Linked DNA regions of Mus musculus: region 2 is linked to region 1. Evidence: chromatin contacts called from public promoter capture Hi-C data. All regions are on one chromosome and are shown on one strand. The core of a region is the stretch at or near the end of the contact, and the rest is flanking DNA. Distances in the headings are between cores, read along the strand shown. Region 1 overlaps Colgalt2 (collagen beta(1-O)galactosyltransferase 2). Region 2 overlaps Ncf2 (neutrophil cytosolic factor 2).

Region 1 (3,561 bases), core at 510-3,009:
CATACTGAGTGCCTGCCCTGCCCAGCATCTCCGGAGATGATGCACAGAACATTCTGTTGCTCCCAGGACTCTATATGTGAACAGAGATGAGACTCTCTTACAGGGGAGAGTTGAAAGCTTAGTATAACTTCTGATGCTGCTAAAGCATATATTTAAAATTATACTCAGAGTAACTATTGAGCCAAAGCTCAGTGCAATATAGTCTGGACCTCAGCCTGATTGCATGATAAGATTTCTGCACAGGTCTCATAACATGAAGCCAACTTTACTATAAGCCACTATGCACAGATTTTCATAGGTACAGGGCTTGAGGGGTGGGTTTGCTCAAACCCCTCCTTTTCCAAACAGCAGAGCTAACTACACAGAGAAAATAAATACTGTCCCCAGAGTCACCTCGACAGTCAGGAGGCAACGAGTGTCCTCTGCCCTGTTCCTGTAGGTTTCTCCCTCACTGGGATGTAGATTCCTGATGGCTGTTAACATCTCCCAATAGTTTAATATTCAAAATCAGCTCATCAGTGCTTGCAGCCAGAGGCCTTTATTCAAAAGCTAACTTATGCACTGGTAAGACAGTCTGGTGGCTGAAAGCACTTGCTGTCAAGCTAGAAGATTGTCAATTGTCCTCTGACCTTCTCGACACTCACAGCAATGCAGTTACACTATACACACTAAATAAATAAATGAATAAATAAATACATACATACATACATACATACATAAAACGCTAATTTCCCTACAGCAGTCTTCATGAGGCTTTAGTTGCCTTATGATGTCTATATGTTAGTACTGCTATCATCTAGGCATTTCAGGCCAGGGTAAAGGGTACAGGCAGACTTGGCCCTCGCTCAGAAAGCCCGAATGCACATCCATCTGTATTCACAAGCCAGCAGGTGCCCTCTGTTGAGCACTCAAAAAAAAAATCTCATACCGAAATCATGTTTTATGCTACTCTCTCCTCGGTCAAGGGTAACAACCAGGGAACTGGGCCCTTTTCTTCAATGCCTTTATCCTTTTAGATTTAGGGGTTGAAGAATTCTGGCAAAAAAAAAAAAAAAGCTTGTGAGACGGAGATCTTGACATTCATTCTGAACACATGAAGACTCGGATCTTTCTTAGTTTTTGAAAGCTGTAAAGCTTACCTAGTGGGTGTGAATTGTGACGATACCAAGCATAGTACTTGTGCAGTAGAGCCACAGTGGTCCCCATTCCAGGATGAGGAGACTGAGACATGGAAGCAACAGGCCTTAGGCAAACAGCAAGCGGCAGTATTAAACCTGAAGTACGTGGATGCATTTAGTCATTTGGCTTGATTAAGCCATTTAGCAAAACACAGCTCCCCTTCTGAGCTGTGTATGTGCATTTTAATTCACCTTTGGCCTTTGGGGTGATCATTTTTTGAACTTTATTTGCTCAAGACAATAGAGAACGTGACCATCGGTGACTATCAGGTTAGGCCATTGCTGATGGTTATATCTAGAAAGCAGCTTAGTTCTGATAAATAGGTCCTCGCCCGTGAACCCAATAAGGAAGACAAAGCCATAGCTTTCTTCCCATCCCTTACCCCTCTGGTCCTCACATCCGTTTTGCTAAGCTTTTCAACCAACCCAAAATAACTCCCAGCCACTCGTGTTTCTTTGCCCTTTTGTATCCTGCATTAGATTTTCATGATCAACCTCAAACGCAGGAAGGACAGGCGGGACAGGATGCTGCGCACACTCTACGAACAGGAGATCGAGGTCAAGATTGTCGAGGCCGTGGATGGGAAGTGAGTCACTCCTCTGCCCGCCCCCTTGCAGGTGTGGTTGGAGCCTTGTCCGACTAAGAAGGAGTCCTGGAGGGAGGGACCTCTGAGGTTCTGACCACGGAGGGGACCTGATCCTCCAGTCTCTGGCCACCCTCAGAGCTGTGGTGGTTTCTCATGTAATAGAGGGAATGTGTTTGAAACCATGTTCAGGTCTGCAGAAAACAAACAAACAGATAACAGATAAAGGTCTATATGTCCTGTGGTGTGAGACATCTAGATTCCTCCTGGTCTGACCACAGGGGCCATTTTCCCTGGAGATGTGACAGTAAAATCACACATACCTAGAACTGACTATAACCCAGGCTAGCCTTGAACTTGTAATTCTCCTGCCTCGGCCTCCAGAGTGCTGGGATTTACAGGTATGTCTCTAAGCCTTTGGTCTATGTTGAGCTAAGTGTTTGGGATTCCCCTCTCATTTTCAAATAGGTCATCTGGCTTCCCCTGTACCACTTATTTGAAAACTACACTTTGCCCTCTGAATTCTGGGAACCTTTGTCAAAAATCAGTTGACCATAAATGTAAGAGAATGCCCCCGACCTCTTAGTTTCATTAAGTTAATTTATAGATCTATCCTTATGTCAGTAGCACATTGACTTAATGGCAGTGGCTTTACTGTATAAGGAGACATGAGTCCTGCACCTTTGTCACTTGTTTGGAAGGCTGGTTTGCCTAGCATAGGTGCTTGGTGTCCTGTGAACATTACTATTATATTGTCAGTTTACACATAGATTTAAACACACACACACCCTCACACGCACACACACACCAGCTTGGGTGTTGATAGGAGCTGCACTGAACTACAGGTCAGTTGAAGAAGTGCCAGGAATCATAACAAGTCACTTCACTTACATCAATTGTTTGACTGAGGCTTTGTTGCTTTTAGTTTTAAGTCTTTTGTTAAATTTATTCTTTGGCATTTGTTGATACCATGGTAATAGAATTATTTCCTTAATTTATTGTTTTTAGTATTTATTGCCAATGTGTAAAGATACTATAGGTTGTTGTATACTGATCATATATTCTGCAGCCCTAGTTATCAATTTTAGTTGTGTGGTGAGTGCGTGTGTGTGTGTGTGTGTGTGTGTGTGTGTGTGTGTGTGTGTACATGCATTGCTTTGGTTCTTCTGTAGGCAAGATCTTGTCATTTATAATTGGAGGAAGCATTATTTCCTCTTTTGCAATTTAGATAGCACTTATTTCCCTGTCTTGCCTTATGACCCAGCCTGGCTATTACCTTGAACACAACATTCAAAGGGCATGATGAAAGCAGAGCTTTTGTCTTTTCCTGATCTCAGAGAGAAAGCATTTATTTAGATTTTCTCTGTTAAGTTATGCTCGAGGTACAGTTTTATCAAGCTGGTGGTGTAGACCTTTTTTTTTATTACTGTTTTCTTATTTTTTAACATGAAAGTTTGTCAAATGCATCTTCCATTGGGATGAACACATAGCTTCTTTTCTGTCAACATGGTGCATTGATTTTATAGATCTTCACAGGTTAAACTGCACTTATAATGCTGGAAAACAAGTTTACCTGGTCCTGCTGTATACCCCCTCGCCTGTGTTGCGGGATTCTATCTACTAGTGTTTTCTTTACAATTCTGCATCTGTGTTAATAGGAATATTGGCCTGCAGTTTTCTAGTTTCACTTCAGATACTACTGGCTTCATAGAATCTTTTGGGATTGGTTCCCTCCTCTTTCTCTTTTTTAAAGGCTATTAGGAATTTATACGAACTCTTCTTTAAACATTTGGCTCTAG
Region 2 (3,561 bases), core at 764-3,263, 310 kb after region 1:
CTTCACAAATGCGGTATGACCCATTTGGGGTGGGCTTTAGAAACAGTCCAAAAACTGCAGAGAGAAGAGAATTAGCCAGGGATGGCCAGAAGACTATGTTAACTGATGGTATTTCAGCCTATATGGTGACAGGGACTAGAGAAAGTGGACAGAACTGACTCCAACTTGATTGCTGATACCCTAAGGACAGAGAGTAGGTTGTCCCCACCCTCAACATCTGCCTGGAGGTTTGAGGTCTGTCCTGGGGTAAAGACACAAGAGCATATGTAACTGCATGGGTGGAGAATGACTGTCTTACGGGAGGTGACTGCTGGACTTGGGAAAGAAGACGAGGTCATGGGCTGCAGCACGTGAGCCCTTCAGGCCAACTGGGAGAAGCTAGATGAGCTAGCTCTGAAGGCTAGGTTGGGTAAGTCTCATGCACAGATCTGAGAGTGTAGCTGGCAGCAGGAGCCAGCCAGTAGAAGCCTGCACAGATGTAGAAACTGAGAAGCCAAGGAAATCACTTGGAAGTTTAAATGTCAGGCTAGGATGCTGCTGCTGCCGCTGCCGCTGCTGCTAAGGAGGAGGAGGAAGAGGAGGAAGATCACAACATTGCTTATAAAAAGCCTTGTTTGGCTACAAGTCTACTTGATTTCCCTGAGAGTAATCACTGTACTGGTCAAGTTCTGTTCATTCATTGGTCAAAGTCACAGATGTGGCTATTACCTGTGGGTCATTTCTCAGCATGCATGCTGGATAAGACCTCTAGCTCTGAACTACTCAATTTTTTATATTAAGACAGAATCTTACTAGATTGCCCAAGGCAGGTCTTGAATTTGGGATCTTTTGGTCTTAGCATCTTAAAATAGCCAGGGTGGCAGGCCTCCGCCATCAGGCTAGACTCTAACTCCTTCAATCATTTCTTAAGAATCAGTGTCAAGGATCTGAGACTTAAAGACACTGTCCCAAATTTCAAGGGACCTAAGAAGTAAGCAGGTTGAGAGGAAATTCGGTCATTATTTCGGAGGAGGTGAGACAAAGGGACAATACTCTCTCCGTAATGTAGAGTGCGGAGTGGACTGTCGCACAGTAGGGACATAGGAGACTGGATGAATGAGCCTGGAAGGGTGAGGAGATTACCAGGCAAAGAAGTGAGATAGGAAGGCCTGCCAAAGTCAGGGTAGAGGCTATGCAATAGCACCTTCCTCCTCCTCCTCCTCCTCCTCTTCTTCTTCCTGCTCCTCCTCCTCTTTCTTCTTCTCAGTCCTCCTACCTTACAAACTCTGTGTTGAGTTCTTCCAGGTGCCTCAAAACCAGACATAGAAATACTCATGTATTTGGCCCTCATCAACTATATTTTGCCTACCAAGAAGTCCAGACTTCAGCAGATTTCATCATTTAGACACACAACCTTGCTTTTCCTCAGAAAAGTTTTGTTGTTGTTATTATCTGTCTGTCTGTTGTTTGTTTTTTAAATTAACTTTGACATTACCAGGGCAGTAAGTAAAGAAATCCTAAATCTGTGTTTACAGAGACTAGTGAACTCATTAGTCATCAACACGAGGAGTCATGTCTTCAGCTTCTCACAGACAGACAGAGCGATGGTAATTGCTGTCATGTCTGCCGCCCAATTTGGATATCTACAAGAAACTGGACCCTCATGAATTCCCTTGAAGTAAGCTCAGACCTGAATGGACACTGAAGATTCTCCATCCTGTCTCAGAAATATGTAGCATGCTTCCTCCCCACCCACAGATTTAAAAACAAAACAGTCAGTGTAGTGGCTGCACATCTATCACTCCAGAAATTCAAAGTCTGAGGCCGGAGTACTGGGAGTTCAGACAAGCCTGGGTTACATCCCTAGACCCAGAGCCTGAGAGGACCAGAGCTAGCAAGTCTTCCAAGGGTGAAAAAGAGTCAAGTACAGGACCAGGCCCAGACCTGCTGAGGTCCCCCTGACCTGAGGCTCCCACAGAGGGTGTGGGAAGCAGACATGTAGGAGGTGCCCAGGACATAGAAGAAGCTCTTAGAGGAACTGACCAGCCCACGGCAGGCTGCTCTGATGTACTTCCTCTTTCCCAGCCAGCCTCCTCCAGCCCTCTTCTCTCCTTCCTTTTCTCTCTCATGCTAGTTTATGCGTCAGTTCCTGAACGATGGGGAAACTTCCTGACGCTACGAAGTCGCCCAAAGGGAGGCTAGACCCCATTCTGCGCGCTAGGCTGGGACCTTGAAGCCTGGAGCGCCTACCCGGCAGCTCTGAGAGAGACACCTTGAACTACCATCCTGCCTTCTGGTAAGCACCTAACCATGTCCCTGGCTGAGGCCATCAGACTCTGGAATGAAGGGGTGCTCGCAGCCGACAAGAAGGACTGGAAGGGTGCCCTGGAGGCCTTCAGCGAGGTGCAGGACCCCCACTCGAGGATTTGCTTCAACATAGGCTGCGTGAACACTATCCTGGAAAACTTGCAGGCAGCCGAGCAGGTGAGTTGAGGGGCCCCTGTAATTATAGCCTTTCCGCCTCTGGAAACCTCATCCCCCAGAGCCGGAAAGGAACAAAAGCCTTCCAGAACAACCTCAGAGGCCCCAACTAATTGCCCCTGGCCTGGCAGGCAGTTTTAAAAGCTCCCAGGGCAGGTTTTCAGAGCCACCCATGGGTGGGGCTCTGCTCTTTATGAGATCTCCTTATTACCCAAGATCATCTTTTAACCCTTTGTGAAGACTTCTTCATTTGTGTTTTCTTTTACCTCGCCTCCTGGATAAAGTTTCTCTGCACCATAAACCCTTGTATCCAGTTGTAAAATGCCTATTATGGCTTCCAGGAACTTACGCAACATCCTATCAGTTTGGCCTGCTCAAAGAACAAGTCTGATCAACAAGGCAGGGTTCTTCTTTAAGAATTCTGAGGCTAGTTGAGGAAACTCACACTGTAATTAAGTCATGAAGTTCACCAAGGGTATGGGATAGGGCATTTCAGCATCTTTTTTTGTTTTTTGTTTTGTTTGGGACAGGGTTTCTCTGTATAGCCCTGGCTGTCCTGGAACTCACTTTGTAGACCAGGCTGGCCTCAAACTCAGAAATCCGCCTGCCTCTGCCTCCCGATCAGCATCTTTTTAAAATACTTTTTCTCTGGCCCGGAGTTGAACATGCTCGATTCTCTTTATTTTATTTTGATTTTTCTCTGTGGAGACCTGGTTATCCTAAAACACAGTCTACAGATCAGGCTGGTTTTGAACTCACAGAGATCCGCCTGCCTCTGCTTCCCAAGTGCTGGGATCAGAGGTGTTCAACATGACCAGCAGGCCTCTTGATTGCTTAGGTGTGTGTGTGTGTACATGTGCGTGTGTGATGTGGGTGGGGGTGGCTACGTATGTCATGACGCACATGTGTCAATCAAAGGACGACTCTGTGGAGTTCCCTCCTTCCATTTTGACCTGGATCCAGTGACCGACCCCAAATCTCTGAGATTGCACAGCAAGTGCCTTTGTCTGCTGAACTCGATCTCACAGCTCCGCGGGAGCTTCACCTGCTTCTTGTTGTTGTTGTTGTTTTCTAGGAAGGGTCCCTGTCTTAGTCAGGGTT

What was found. Capture Hi-C pulls out chosen DNA fragments and counts their contacts.
Region 2: a promoter capture Hi-C map of adipose tissue shows a contact between it and region 1. The contact joins two enhancer-like sites. A contact is called at or near these places in 3 of 39 promoter capture datasets (the 3T3-L1 cell line, cranial neural crest and pre-B cells), 1 of 484 Hi-C or Micro-C datasets (nephron progenitors), 1 of 115 datasets of contacts at active chromatin or transcription factors (microglia) and 3 of 9 other capture datasets (adipose tissue, liver and pancreatic islet).

The regions. Positions count from the first base shown.
Region 1 is chr1:152,498,247-152,501,807 of GRCm38.p6, forward strand. It overlaps Colgalt2 (collagen beta(1-O)galactosyltransferase 2), which reads left to right. Exons shown (of 12, transcript NM_177756.4): 8 at 1,659-1,765. Among named protein-coding and RNA genes, the nearest start is that of Gm51749, 40 kb to the right of the region's middle. Within about 2 kb of position 1,760, at least 11 of the 459 cell types and tissues checked have an H3K27ac peak or open chromatin away from gene starts, as enhancers often do. A contact at or near this core is called in adipose tissue, where this site is marked.
Region 2 is chr1:152,805,743-152,809,303 of GRCm38.p6, forward strand. Ncf2 (neutrophil cytosolic factor 2) reads left to right here. Exons shown (of 16, transcript NM_010877.5): 2 at 1,515-2,463. The coding sequence starts at 2,290. Among named protein-coding and RNA genes, the nearest start is that of Ncf2, 7.4 kb to the left of the region's middle. Within about 2 kb of position 2,014, at least 127 of the 459 cell types and tissues checked have an H3K27ac peak or open chromatin away from gene starts, as enhancers often do. A contact at or near this core is called in adipose tissue, where this site is marked.